2 separate regions of the Mus musculus genome follow, and region 2 is linked to region 1. The links are chromatin contacts, called in public Hi-C maps. All regions are on one chromosome and are shown on one strand. Each heading gives the region's core, a stretch centred on a gene start, on an enhancer-like site or on the middle of the called end of the contact. The rest is flanking DNA. Distances are from core to core; before and after follow the strand shown.

Region 1 (6,974 bases), core at 1,619-4,118:
TTAGAATGGCTGGCCACCAATCCTTCCCTGCTTCTCTCCCAACCACCAATTTAGAAGCACCCCTCTCTACAGTAAACACACGTACACTTAGACAGGTGCACACAATAATGGCTTTTCTGTGCACTGAAGAAAGCAGCCGGGATCTTTCAAGGGCAAATATTAGTGGTGATGAATAAATATTAAAAGGCCATTGTGCCACTTTATGCATTAGGGGGATGGGACTGCCTCTTAAGTAACCCATGGACTTGTCAGGTCAATGGTTGGAAGATGTCTGGCCTCAGAAGGAAATCAACCCAGATTTATAGCAATCCAGAAAAGACTAGCAGAGCTCAAACCAGCCAAGCACCCAGATGTGCTCTCTTCACCTGTGCTGCGTAACCTCTGGTCCTCGAGACTTAGGATTTGAGAACACACACATACACACACACACACACACACACACACACACACACACACAGAGAGAGAGAGAGAGAGAGAGAACGCGCGCGTGCAAAATACCTAATAGGACATTCCCAAAATGAACAGACAGGGCCAGCACTGACCCCACGTTAGGAATTTGGAAGAAAGCCTTATACATGAAAGGAAGAAAAAAACAAGCCTCAAAGATTTCTTTGGGGCAGAAAACCTCCCTTGCTCAGGCAAGCCTTTGTGACAAAGACAGGGGCATAAGAGATGGAGGTGGGGGTGGGGGCTACTGTAAGATTGATCCCATTGCTAAAAGATGCACAGTACAGGAAGAGGCGAAGCCCTCTAGGCCTCCTCCCTTACTTCTGGGGATGGAAAGAATCCGTCCTCACTGTCTAGGTGGAAGATCAAGTTAGAACAAACACTTCCATTGCTGCCTGCCCCCATCAAAAGCCAAATTTAACCTCCTAATTGCAATGCCTGGGACTTCCAATGTATTCAGCCTGCAAAGGCAGCCCATTCTATGCTATTTACATTATATTATGTGCTACAGAACTCGTCTCACCTCGACTTGGAATAACCTTTGCTCTGTAGATGTATTTTAGTGCCAGGCTTGCTCAAGTCACTGTGGGCGGCAGTGGAAGTCAGTCAGGTCTGACCCAGATTCAGGAAGAGAATAAATCCTGGCCTAGACAGAGACACTACCTGCAGCTGAGCACCAGATAAAGCTTTGCAAGACATAGACAAAGAAACCAAGGTGGACATGAACCTAGCTTGTATCTATCTCTCTGTTAAAGAAACTATCCAAAACAGTTACTAGAAAATGGCCAGACAACCGTGTTTGTAATGATGAAGCAAGTTATCATTTGCAAATAAATTCTTTGTAATTAAGTCCTGTGCTCTTTATAAAGGGAACTGAGTGGGCGAGCTTAAAAAAAAAAAAAAAAACAAAACAAAAAAAAAAAAAAACACCGCATTCTTGGGCCATGGGAAACACACACAAATGCTTTTTTACTAAGCTCAAGATTTTAAAGTTTATAGTTTGCTTCCTCAGCCTCGTGGGTCTCTTTGGCCCCTCCCACTGCACAGAAGGGATGAGCGGAGTGCCTTAGCTAAAAAGTTATCATGACTGAATAGCTATCCACTTGTTCCCCAAAGTTATAAAGCAGTTCTATGGGAAAGACTAAGCTATAATTTTATTTTCTATTAACTGTAAAGTTCTATGAACTGCCCTTCCCTGAAATGTATTCAAAAATAAAGTACGATAAAGTTTGCAGAGGCCATGTGTAGTGACAGTGACACTAACACCTTCAGAGTGAATTCTTCACAGGGTCCCCACAAACTCTATTAGCATTTTCAATAGAAAGGTAGGCACTTACTTCTTGGTTCCCGGGGACCGTCCACTGTCACTTTAATAGCTCTGTGGTAAGTGGCCACTTGGGGAGGATTTGTGAAGACTGTTATGGTCAAGGTGAAACTCTTGCCTGCAGATTTAAGAGAGGAAACGGTGACTATAAATGGGTAGCAGTGATGACCTTACAATAATACAGACATCCAAATCTCACCATGGCATCTCTGAGGCAGCAACCAATCAGGAATTGGTCCCCTAAACCAGAAACCCTCTGACAGCCACTCAAGAACACCTGTAAATTTGATCAGCATCTCTCCTGCGGTTCTCTGCACGCAGCCTCTACCCTCTACCCCCACCCCCACCTCTACCCCCACCCCCACCTCTACCCCCACTCCCAAACAATCTCTTTGGTAACAGAACCAAAACTCTGGGGCTGCTTCAAGAGGCATCTCTGATTTTTTTTTTCCATTTTTCTCCAACGTTCTCCAACGTCAGGAGCACATCCCAGCGTGAGGGCAGACAATTTTAGAAGTGTTTATTTAGGATAAGGTCATGACCCCTTGAGAGAACAATGGTAAATTATTACTGGTGGCGTTACTTACATCACAGGGCCTTAGCACTGAGCTGCTCAGATAAACTTCCATAAGATGAAAGCGGGAAGCTCCTATGGCAATCATTTCTAGGGGAGCCCGTGTCTCCAGGCCTTCATGCGCCTGGGGGAGATGATTTCATCTCCAAGCAGTCTTTCCCCTCCCTTACCACACATCTCATCAATAAATCTGGAAGGATCTCCCTAGGGTGACTTAGTTTCTGCTAAGCAAGCATGACACCTCTCGACGCAAACATGTTTTACTTTTAAAAGAGAGTTTCTGCAAGGCTGCATTCCCTCTGATGCTTCAAATTAATGAGCTTTAAACGTGATGAGGAATGGGAGGGGGCAGGGAAGAGAGTGTGGTAAGGGATCTGAGCGTCTGCTTTCTCCAGGAGATGCCGGCCTCTGTTCTACAGATGCACTGACAGTTGTAATCAGTTAGATTTGCAATGGTTAGTCATGTCAGATAGTTAGAACTGCAAACTGTTACAAGACAGGAAAAGGTGGGCGAGAAGCGGTGACTCAATAAAACAGCAGCGAGCTGAGCCCCAGTACTCAAGGGCTGCCCCTGTAGCAGATAAAAGCCTCCCTTTGTTTTGCTTTGTTTTTTGGTCAGATTTTTTTTTCCCCATTCTACTGAAAGCTGGGAGTATTAAATCAAAACACAAATCTTAGACAATATGTAGCAATGTGAAGTTTAATGCAATCTTTTCATAGCTTAATATGGAACAGGTTCTACGCCAGGCTTAATGGGGAACAGGTCTTTGGCTGTCAAGTCTACTGAATGGCTTTTCTTTTCAAACCAGACCATGTAAGTTGCTAAAATCTGGTTAAGAAACACATCATTTGTTACTGTGTGTGGATAGTCTTAAGACCCCTTGACTGCCATCCGTGGCTACAGGGGTTAAGAGGCAGAGGGCATGCAGGAATGTGGGAAGGGCCAACAATAAGACAGATGAATGTTGATCAGAAACTCAGTCAGCTCCAGACTGGTCGACCACATTATCTCATTTAATCTTCCCCAGTTAGAGTCATCGCCCCAGCTCACGAAGGAGGAAGCCTTAGCCCCAGAGAAACTTAGTCATTTACCCAAGGTCACACAGTTAATAAATGGGAAACATCAGAAACCAAACTCAAATCTTTCTGACCTTAAATATTCGAGGGTAGAGATGTAACTCGGAGATAGCTAGCCTATGCAAGGCCCTGGATTTAATTCTCCCACATAGAAAAGAAGGAAGAAAGGGAAAGAAAAGGCATGGAGGAAGAGGAGAGAGGGAGGGGAGGAAGGAAAAATGGAGGGAGGAAGGAAGGGAGGGAAGGAAAAAGGGAAGAGGGAAGAAGGGATAGGGGGATGACAGAGGAAAGGGGGAGGGGAGGGGGGAAGACAGAGGAAAGGGGGAGGGGAGGGGGATGGGGGAAGACAGAGGAAAGGGGGAGGGGAGGGGGATGGGGGATGACAGAGGAAAGGGAGAGGGGAGGGGGGGAAGACAGAGGAAAGGGGGAGGGGAGGGGGATGGGGGAAGACAGAGGAAAGGGGGAGGGGAGGGGGAGGGGGGATGACAGAGGAAAGGGGGAGGGGAGGAATGAGGATGAAGGGGAAATAAAATGAGGGTTTTTTTTTCTCATTTTGCTGCAGAATATGGAAAGGGAATTAGGAACTGTGAGTCCCCATTAGCTCCCTGTGCCCAGAAATAATAAATCTCTAAATGGATGAATGTGTCAGATGAATTTATCTATCTATAAGCATCATTGAGGCAGCATATTGTAGTTATTACATACAAGATAGTACATGGGTTTAAGTCATTTGACTCCGTACAGAAGATCTGTTGTGAACATTCACACTGGCCAGAAGAATAAGACAGCCAGGAGTCTAAACCAGTCCCAAAGACCTCAAAGTCAACCAAAACTCAGATCAAAAAGTTGAGGGGGAGGCCCAGATTAAGAACTAAAATCATGGCCGAGTCTCTGGATTCAAAGTTAATTTGAATTAAAACATTTTAAAAACATTCTTCTGGGTGAGATCAGTAGTCCACAAACTCAGGATTCCGTTTCTAACAGTATCTCCAAAGAGCATGATTGGAAGACAGCATCCTTGGTGCTGATGTTAATACATCAAGGATGTGTATGCTTTTCTTCAGCATCTCTGAAGGCTCTGCTAGTGATAATGTCAGTGGATATATCATGACTGGTTTGGGAGATGTTTCCATTTTAAATCTTTACAACCTGCTTGGTTTAATAAGCTGCCTATGCTCCTCCCAAAGTCAGAGAAACAAACACACTGCCTATAGAAACAAACCCAGATACAAAATCCACCCTTCAAGACCAGAGCAACAAAATACTCAAAGATAAACCAGTCTTCCTTTTTGAAATCCTTTTAGGGCCAGAGAATTGGCTCAGTGGTTAAGAGCACTTGTTGTTGCAAAGGACTCAGGTTTGATTCCCAGTACCCACATGGAGGCTCACCACTTCCTTAGGCACCAGGCACATATGTGGTACACAGATATGCATGCAAAGCAAAGCACTCATACACATAAAATAAAATAAACCTAAATAAATATAAATGAATGAATAAATAAAGCTGAAATTAAAACAAACAAACAAACAAACAAAGCCTGCTTTAAGAAGAAGTAAGGTTGGGGAAGAAACTCCTCTTTCAGACTGGATTCCTAAAGCTCAAACTGTGCTTTAACAATAAAACAAAGTCAAAAGGGGACTCTTTGCACTTCCGATTAGTCCCAGCCCCTAAAGTGTGGAAGAAACTTGCAGAAACTCTGTCCAGACTCACTAATTAGCTCGTCTTACATTAATGCTGCATTTCCGGAGTCAAAAGTTTATGTGGGTATTCATGATTTCCTTAACTTAAAACAAGTTTCCCAATTTCCACTTTCCAAGGATCCAGGATTACATTTTTTATATATAATTTTATGTGCGTGGGTGTTTTGCCTTCAGGTATGTCTGCCCACCACGTGTATGCCTGGTGCCCTTGGAGGTCAGAAGAGGGCATTGGATTCCCCTTGGAACTAAGGTGACCAACAGTGCCAGCAGCCATGTGGGGTGCTAGGAATCCAGCCTAGACTGGATTTTCTTGAAGAGCAACAAGTGCTTTTAGCCACAGAGCCATCTCTCCAGTCCCCAGGATTATGAATTTTAACAGTGCCAGGGTGGAAAGTTACCATCCATACATGATCCACTAATGCAAGACTATGGATGACATTTAACACAAATCTTACTTAAGCTGGAAACATAGCTCAGGGGGTAAAGAAGTCCTGAGTTCAGATTCTTGGCACCCATATTGAGAGAGAGAGAGAGAGAGAGAGAGAGAGAGAGAGAGAGAGAGAGAGAGAGAAAGAATGGTGATGTATGCCTGTAACTCCAGAGCTGGGGAGCAAAGTACAGAGGGATCATGGGAAACACTGACATGTCCACCCAGGCTAGTGGACACAGTCAGCTACCTGAGAGACTATGTCTTGGGAAAAGCAGTGGAGACAACATGGAATAAGGCATGTCAGCATCCATTGCTGAGGGCCCCATGCACTACACACAGGTACACATGTCAGCACACATGTGCAAACACATTCATAACCCCCTGACACACAGAATCCTGCTCAGGCAAAGCCAATTATATCATCCACAGCTTCATCTAGGAGTTAATCCCAAAATACCACCCAAAGTCATATCATTTCTTAGCTACATAGCAGGAACTCTCACTGGAAGACAATTCCAATTTAGCCTTAAAGGCTGCCAGGAAGAGCCAGAAGACATAGACTGTACACAGGATTGTGTCCTAAATTGATAAAAACACCATGCTCTGTGAGTTGTAAATGCTTTAAAAAGACTTGTAAATTAAAAGCAGCAAGCTTGATGTAAAAAGAGAGCAAGCACACCAAAAGAAGAGAAGGAGGAGGAAGAGGAGAGGAAGGAGGAGAGGGGAAGAAGGAGGAGGAGGTGGAGGAGGAGGAGGAAAAAAAGGAAGAAGAGGAGGAGGAAGAGGAGGAGGGGGAAGAAGAGGAGGAAGAGGAGGAAGAAGAGGAGGAGGAGAAATGGTCAAAACCATTTGTGTAAACACTTCTGTGTAAAATACTAAGGAGAAAAGGGAAGAGACATTGCCTGGCCACATGCACGTCTCAGGGGTGCTGTACTTTGTACTGAGCAGTTTTGAATGTTGTGGTCCTGTGATGATCTAGGAAGCAAAATGGAATGGAAGCATGGAAACATGGATGCTTTATAATCTAAGGCCAGTTTTCAACTTCAGAGAGTCTATGATCCAATTGATCCAACAGTGAAAAGGTTAAAAGAAATATAATGTTTATGGAACTTGTTTTTTTTGTTTGTTTTGTTTTGTTTTGTTTTTCTTTTCTTCTGAACACCATCAAAGACACATTTGGTAAAGTTGGGAGAGAAAGTCCAGTGGACAAAGCCCATGGAGAAGAATTAGCAGCAGAAATGAAGATGGACAGAAACCAAAGAGGAAGCTGGAGATGGTCTTGTAAAAAGCAGGTCACGCTAGAGGGTTTCCTGCCTGAGAACTTGACTCATTTTCATCGAGGGCCACCTCTCGTTGATGCACTCTGAGTTTGTGCTCTCCATTTTAGCTCAGTCTTACTGCTTCCTCTTATTCAAAGTAAT
Region 2 (6,974 bases), core at 3,009-5,508, 530 kb after region 1:
CAGAAAGAAGAGGCAGAAAGTAACAGATCAGAAAAGTCTGACAAAGCAGAGAACATGAGGCTGTCAGAGCGCAGCTCTCCCTCCTCCCTCCTCCCTCCTCCCTCCTCCCTCCTCCCTCCTCCCTCCTCCCTCCTCCCTCCTCCCTCCTCCCTCCTCCCTCCTCCCTCCTCCCTCCTCCCTCCCAGAGGCATTTTACAGACCTAAAGACAACCGTGACTCATTCATTAATTTGGAGAGAAAACGGGTTGAAGACAGCGGAGCAGCAGCGGACTCAAGCATTCCTCTAATGCCTTCCATTCCCCAAACACACATTTTACACCAGATTCTTTCAGCTTCCCAGAATGTCTTAATTTTATGCTTTCATGAGTGATTAGCGGAAAGAATGCTGAACCCTGCCGTGAAGGAGCAGGCAGCAAAATGGCTTAAGGATGGAGGCATTGAGGCACAGACAGGCAACCGCCACTCCAGGTCCCCAAGCCCCATGAGCCTGACCCCTCATCTGATGAGCCTCTGAAGGCCCCAGCATCAGGAGGCTTGTCCCTGCTCTGCCTCTCTACCCTGGCTCCTCTTCCTCTGCATCCTCTTTCTGCCCTTATTCCTTCCCTTGTAATACTCCCTCTCCCTTGTACTTTCTTCTCTTTCTCTGGTACTTGAATTAGATGGTAGAAGCAGGCAGGAAGAGGTGGGAACGTCTTGGTAGAGTTCAGAAGGAGAGTCAAAAAAATTCATTTGTGTATATTAATCATGAAAAATAACGGCTTCTCATTACAATGGTCTCGTTCCTGTATATAATGTGCTCTGATCAGCACGGGTGTTGCTTTTAGGTTTTTATTTCTGTTTTTTGTTGGGAAACAGGGTCTGATGTTAGCCCTAGCTGGCCTTGAACTTGCTGTAACTTTGAAACCCTGATTCTCCTGCCTCCACCTCCTAAGTGCTGGTATTACACATGTTCCACCACGCTTGGCTTAGACAATATTAGGGATCAAATCTAGGGCCCTGTGCACGTTAGGCCAACGCTGTACAGGCTGCACTATGTCCCTAGCCCAAGTAGGGAATTTTGAGAGGAAGCAGCGGGGCCTGTTCTCTGGAACTCTCTCTGGATGCTCCAGGCCCTGCTGAGATATCCTGATTTAAGATGGAGTTTACAGGGAATGTTGCTAAGGCATCACTAACAGGTCCCACTAAAAGGACCCACTTCCATCAGGCCTCAGAAGAACCTTGAAGTTGGCAGAACTCCTTTCTCTGGACACGCAAGCAGCCTTCCACCACCTGCATGTGGGTAACTCTCAGCCATGTCTGATAAACCAACAAGCGAACTGTGGAGAGAAGACAGTTGTCATGGAGCAGCAGCAAGAGACAGTGGGATGGAAATAACCAGCAGGCAAGCATGAATCAGCTAACTGTGAGTAAGTAGAACTCACGGGGGTGAGTAAGGTGGCTCAATGGTTAGAGCACCCATACCGGGTGCCTCCCAACTGCCTGCCATTCCCTCCCTACACACACGTGTGCCATACAGACATAAACAGAACAAAAACAAATCCTTTAAAAAAAAAACTAAACAGAACCCTAGCAATTTGCAAAATGGGAGAGGATGTCTGCCCACGCCTATGCACACATGCATACAGGAACACACGCACACGAGTGTACCACCACACCATCGCCACGGCAAGCAAGCTTCCTGCTTTCATTGAGTGTGTGTGTACATTCTTTCTCCTCTAGGTGTGAAGGGCTAGGGAAAAATGAACTCCAGTCACCTTCATTTTCAGAAAAGTTCCAAGTCTCTGAGAACAGCCTTCAGATCCATAAGTTGCGTTCTCTATTACTCCCCCAAGGGACCTTATGAATAGTGTGGGACACATAGTTTTGTCTCAGCTCCTGCTTTGCAGTAGATGGAAGGCAAGGTCTGCTAATCCGGGGAGCTCTTCTTCATCCGATGCCTGATGGCAGAGAATCCTACTCTGAAACAAGCTTCCGTTCCTTTGTAATTGGCCCTCCCTGCCCTCTCCCTGCCCAGCCTGGCCCATTGCCTTTAGGGATGGTTTGAGGTCGGTATCACATCAGGGAGACTCTCTGAGAGGGAAGGGAAGGAGAGTCACTGGGCAGCCCCCCCAGGAATGGCAGTCCACCTGAGGGCCACACTGAGCCAACCAGAGTCCCTCAGTATCTCAGGGTGGGTACAGCACCCCCTTCCCCCAGGACAATCTAAGATACAGATTTTTCCATCTTGTACTAAAATGCTCGTGTGTGTGTGTGTGTGTGTGTGTGTGTGGTTTTAGAACAAACATGCAGTCTGAACCTGGAGAGCCTTTTGTCCAGAACTCAAGAGTGTCCACACTTAGGGGGAGGGTTTCTGAGCTGACGCGCTCTCTCGCTAAGCACACCCCTTTTCTCTGGCTCCAGACACATGTTCCCAAAGTCAAGGGTTTACACATAGACATATCTGTTTGCAGACAATTTGTCTGAGCCCTTATTATCCTGTAATTGGGTTAAATACTGCTGTGTAGGCAGCGGCATACCAAGGCCATTGCCGAATCCCTGCGAGGGCCAGCCCCCTCCCTCCTTCCTCCTGCAGGCCTGTTGGAAGAAAAAGGTAGAAACATAAATTAAGACAGGGTGAATATATTCCTTTCTTGGAATGAGCTATTTAAAGAACAAGCCAGATGTGCAAATAGACATTTTCCTCTTGCTCACTACATTTTTAAAAGAGTGTATACTTATGTGTATGAGAGAGAGCTCACTCTTCCTTTCTTTAACAAAAATTTTATAGCCTTATTAATTATAATAATTACAATTAATTATAGTCTGGTGCGTTGTTCTTTTTTTTTTTTTGTTATTTTTCAATAATAAAGTTTAAAATGAGCCTTTAAAAGGTTTAGAATTTTTTATTGTTTCTTAAAAATTATGCGCACGCATTTGTGTCTGTGAATGGTTATGTGCACAGGAGTACAGGTGTTGAAGGAGGCCAAAAGAGGGTGTTGGGACATCTGGAATCGGAACATCTGGAGCTGGAATTACAGCTTCCTGACATGGATATGGAGAACTGAACTTGGGTCCTGGACAAGAGCAGGACACACGCTTAACCACTGAGCAGTCCCTCCAGGCCCCACTCTTCCTGAGGAAACCATCACATTTGTCCATACTGGCTAGGGTGTCTGCTGTCACCAAGTCATGTTAACGAAGATCCCCATTGCCTGTGGTGGCAGGGTGGCAGTCTGAGCCACCCACGCTGTCCTATCTCAAAGCCTTTAACCATGGATCCTCGGGTTAAGTGCAGGTTAATCAGAGACGAGACACTACACACACACACACACACACACACACACACACACACCCCACAATTGTCTCGGAAATAGTGAGACCCCTTTTTGGAGCCCTTGTCTCCAGTGGCTAGAATGTGAACCTTATGATTTCCACTCAGAATCGGGACACTGGCTTCACTATCCCAGGTTCTCCCCCAAAGAATACATTATTTGATCTTTCTGTTGCTTTTTGTGGCGCTGAGAATAGAGCCCAGGTCCTTGTATGCTTTAGGCAAGGACACTGTTACTGAGCCATACCTCAGCCATTTTAACTGCTTTATAGAAATCTTCCTAAAACATACGAGGCTTTCCTGCCCTAGAAAAGAAAAGAAGCACTGGGCAGAAAAACCAGAGTAACCCGCAAGGTACCCTGGGAACGTGGAAGAATCGCCGCACCAGAGCCGCAGGGCACGGCTTACGGTCAGAGGCCTTGACAATGCTGGCATTTCTCACCTCACGGAGAGCTGCCTTGGCCCTTCTGGGATGTGGCAAAACCTGTGGCCCCTTTCCTTTGCTTGTTGTCTGCCCTACTTCAGGCTTGTCTGAGTCTCTGCCAACCTCGAAACAAGTCTCACTTTACGCCTCTCCGTGACCCCCTCCTGACACTTTTGGCCAGAATAACCTTTTCAAAATGCAAATCTGATTATGCCTGTCTCCTGCTCAGTCTTCAGGGCTTCCTGTAGCTCAGGGAATGGTTGTTGAGAGCACTCTCTCCTAACACAGCCCCCCTCCCCTCCCACCTGTATACCCTTCCCACAGCTTCCCACGGCTTCCCGGCTGTGCCCTGGCAGGTCAGGACAGCCGTGTCCTGGGTCCCCAGTCTACTTGGCTCCTTTCGGTTCCTCTTGGGCTCCAGCCAGCTGTGGGCTCCTCCTGGAAGCTTTCCCAGACTGCATTAGCTCCACCTGCACTGTGTGCCCTCATTCATGGAAGTAGCGTCACCCCATAAATCCTTCCTGTTGGCTCACATTAGCCTTGTAAGGCTGGGCTTATCTGTTCCCCTGTTCACCCCACCCGGTTCCTTTAGTACAGAGAGCAAAAGCGATGGCAGACAGGTCTCTGTCACCGCCACGCCATTTCCCCTTTCCCAGCTCCCGATGGCATAGGCAGTGTCCCCACCAATGATCACAAGGATGGTAGGTAGTGACAACCCCAGGAGCTGCCAGGTCTGAGGGTATCATCTCCAGAGGCCCCTTTTGCTCATATTACTTTCAACAGGCCTTTGGGTGAAGGGCTCCCTGCCTTAAGAGCCAAGGTTCAGAACTCTGGACTGCTTTCTTGGACATGCAGGAGTCTCGCCCCCTACTTTTGTCTCTGTGGCTTTGTCATCAATCATTGGGCCCAGGGAAAGTGGACCCGAGGTGCTATGTGAGGAGTGCACTAAGTACCCCAGGTAGACACCAGGAGCTAAGTGAGTGGACCACATTCAAATTCCAGAGTTTCTGATCGTTTCAAAGGGTCATTTCATCGCTTTCACGTAAGCTTTGAGAGCTTGTGTCTGTGGGAATGTCAAGCATCTTGGTGTCCAATTAAAAGTACCAAAATAATGGAAATTTTGCTTAAACACTAGGTGCCTAGTAGATATGTACAAAGGCCATGCAGAGAGGCCAGCGTTGTGAGGTCCTGTGGTACGTTCTTTCCTCTGGGCATAGCTTGCCCGTGAGCCCTTCAACAGCAGCACCAGCTGAAGGCAGTGGATGCTCCCCTGAGGAAAATGCCTGTGGCTGGGAGATACCCAGGATCCATGCTGGGGAAGCAAGAGTCATCCAACCCCCAAGTCCTGACTGGCTAAGTTCAGAGGAGAGGGTTTGAAAGGGGAGCACTGCTGGGCTAGACAGCTCCACAGGACCCAGCAAAGTCACTGTCCCACACTAATCATGTAAAACCTCTAGCGGACCTTCTTCTCTACAGACCCTGGCACACTCTGACTTTCTAGTCTTATCGGCTGGGCTTGGAGAGGCTGTTCTGAGCATACTAGTATGTTTATAACAGGATATCTGGCCTGTGTTAGCTACCTCCTCCCAGTGTGACAACAACCCCCTTGTGAGTAAAACTGTCCCTACTTAAGAATCCCTGGAGCTGAGTGTGTAACCTAGTTGATGGAGTGTTGGTTTAGCATGCATGAAGCCATGGGTTCAATCCCCAGCATTCCATAAAGCTAGCCATGGTGGCACACCCCTAAAATCTCAGCATCTGAGAAGAGGAAGCAGAAGGATTTCATCTTTGGCTCCAGAGTGACTTTGAGAATGTCCTGGGCCACACAAAGCCCTGTCTTGAGCAAGCAAAAGATTATGAAGTTTTAAAAGCGCAAGGACCTATATATATCTTCTTAACGCTCCCCGTCTTTCTGAATTATCATATATCCACATATATGATGACGTGGGGTGACATCATCTTTCTGAACTATCAATCATATATCCACATATGGATGATAACATGGGGTGACATCCAGGCTTTGCTTCCAAACCCTCCAAGCCAGGGACAGAGAGTGGGATGAAAATTAGGGGTGGCCTTGGGCTGGAAAGACCGCTCCCAAGGAAAGGCATCTGCCCTGAAAACCTGGCTGCTATGCTCCATGCCAGGAACCCAAGCAAAATGCCGGACAGCACACACCTGTAATCCCAGCATTCCTGTGGGCAGGTGGGAAAGAATCTCCTGAAGGGTTCACAGACACAGCAAAGTAACAGAAACAGCAAGGGAGACAAAGTGATGCCAGCAGAGGTGACCTCTGACCTCCACATACGCTCACTCACGCTCTCTCTCTCTCTCTCTCTCTCTCTCTCTCTCTTTCAAATAAATAGATGCTTTAAAAATAAGAACAGTCATGAAAAGATATTGGGACTAGATGGTGCTCTTAGAATTCTCTTAGAATTCCTGTTTGCATAGATATTTGTAATGTTTTGCATTTAAAAATGTAAAAAAGTAAAAGAAAGTACACAGTGTTAAACCTGGTGACGTCTCTCTCCAGCATCCCCATCTCATCTCGGGAACCCTGCATCGGTAGCCATTTGTCACCCTAATAACCGCAAGCCGTACAAAGAAAAGTCCCATTGGGCTAAGCAGGCTGAGTCATGGCTCCGTGAGAATTTCCATTACACACGTTATCTGTGTGGCCCATCTGGCTCGGGAAGTCCTCTCGTGTAATGTGTTCTGGCATGGTGGGGGGAGGCACACCGCAAATGGCTTTGGCATGCAGGCATATGTGAACTCAAGCGCCCGTGAATGGGCAGAGTTCAAGGTCACCATGAATAAGTCATGGTCCCTGCCCAGAGAAGCTGGCTGTCTTCTGGGCGCTACAGACGTTTAAATAACTGACCGGAGAATAATTCAGAATGAAGTCAAGCCCTGGAAGACTCTAAGCAAAGTGACAGGGCGTGGCCAACTTCCAAGGATGATGAGGGCAGAGCCCCAGCTAAAACCCCCGGGGACTGATCTCAGAAGCGGCAGCACGAATCCTTATGACATTCAGTTGCTTGCCTCTACTCTTTCAGTTGTGAAGTCAAAAGAAGGAGAAGGAAAAAAAAAACCCCTGCTTTAACGGATACACTGGGGACTTGGCTCTCTCCAAAGAGGGAAAATGTGTTTACATTAAAAGGTGGGGGGGAAATGTTGAACTACTGCAAGAAAACCAAAAATCAGAAAAAGCTGCCGATGGCTTAATATGCTCTTTAGTGG

The links. A called contact is a pair of places that touch in the nucleus more often than the background predicts.
Region 2: a contact with region 1 is called in a Hi-C map of the N1E-115 cell line, with 3 times the contacts expected there. The contact joins two enhancer-like sites. A contact is called at or near these places in 4 of 39 promoter capture datasets (cranial neural crest, frontonasal cranial neural crest, liver and 1 more), 2 of 15 datasets of contacts at CTCF or cohesin (the NIH/3T3 cell line and large pre-B cells), 1 of 484 Hi-C or Micro-C datasets (the N1E-115 cell line) and 1 of 115 datasets of contacts at active chromatin or transcription factors (embryonic basal ganglia).

The regions. Positions count from the first base shown.
Region 1 is chr17:44,715,408-44,722,381 of GRCm38.p6, forward strand. Runx2 (runt related transcription factor 2) reads right to left here. Exons shown (of 7, transcript NM_001145920.2): 3 at 1,785-1,889. Among named protein-coding and RNA genes, the nearest start is that of Runx2, 18 kb to the right of the region's middle. RefSeq lists an enhancer at 6,707-6,974. Within about 2 kb of position 2,869, at least 85 of the 459 cell types and tissues checked have an H3K27ac peak or open chromatin away from gene starts, as enhancers often do. A contact at or near this core is called in the N1E-115 cell line, where this site is marked.
Region 2 is chr17:45,240,868-45,247,841 of GRCm38.p6, forward strand. No RefSeq gene overlaps it. Among named protein-coding and RNA genes, the nearest start is that of Gm41582, 19 kb to the right of the region's middle. Within about 2 kb of position 4,259, at least 39 of the 459 cell types and tissues checked have an H3K27ac peak or open chromatin away from gene starts, as enhancers often do. A contact at or near this core is called in the N1E-115 cell line, where this site is marked.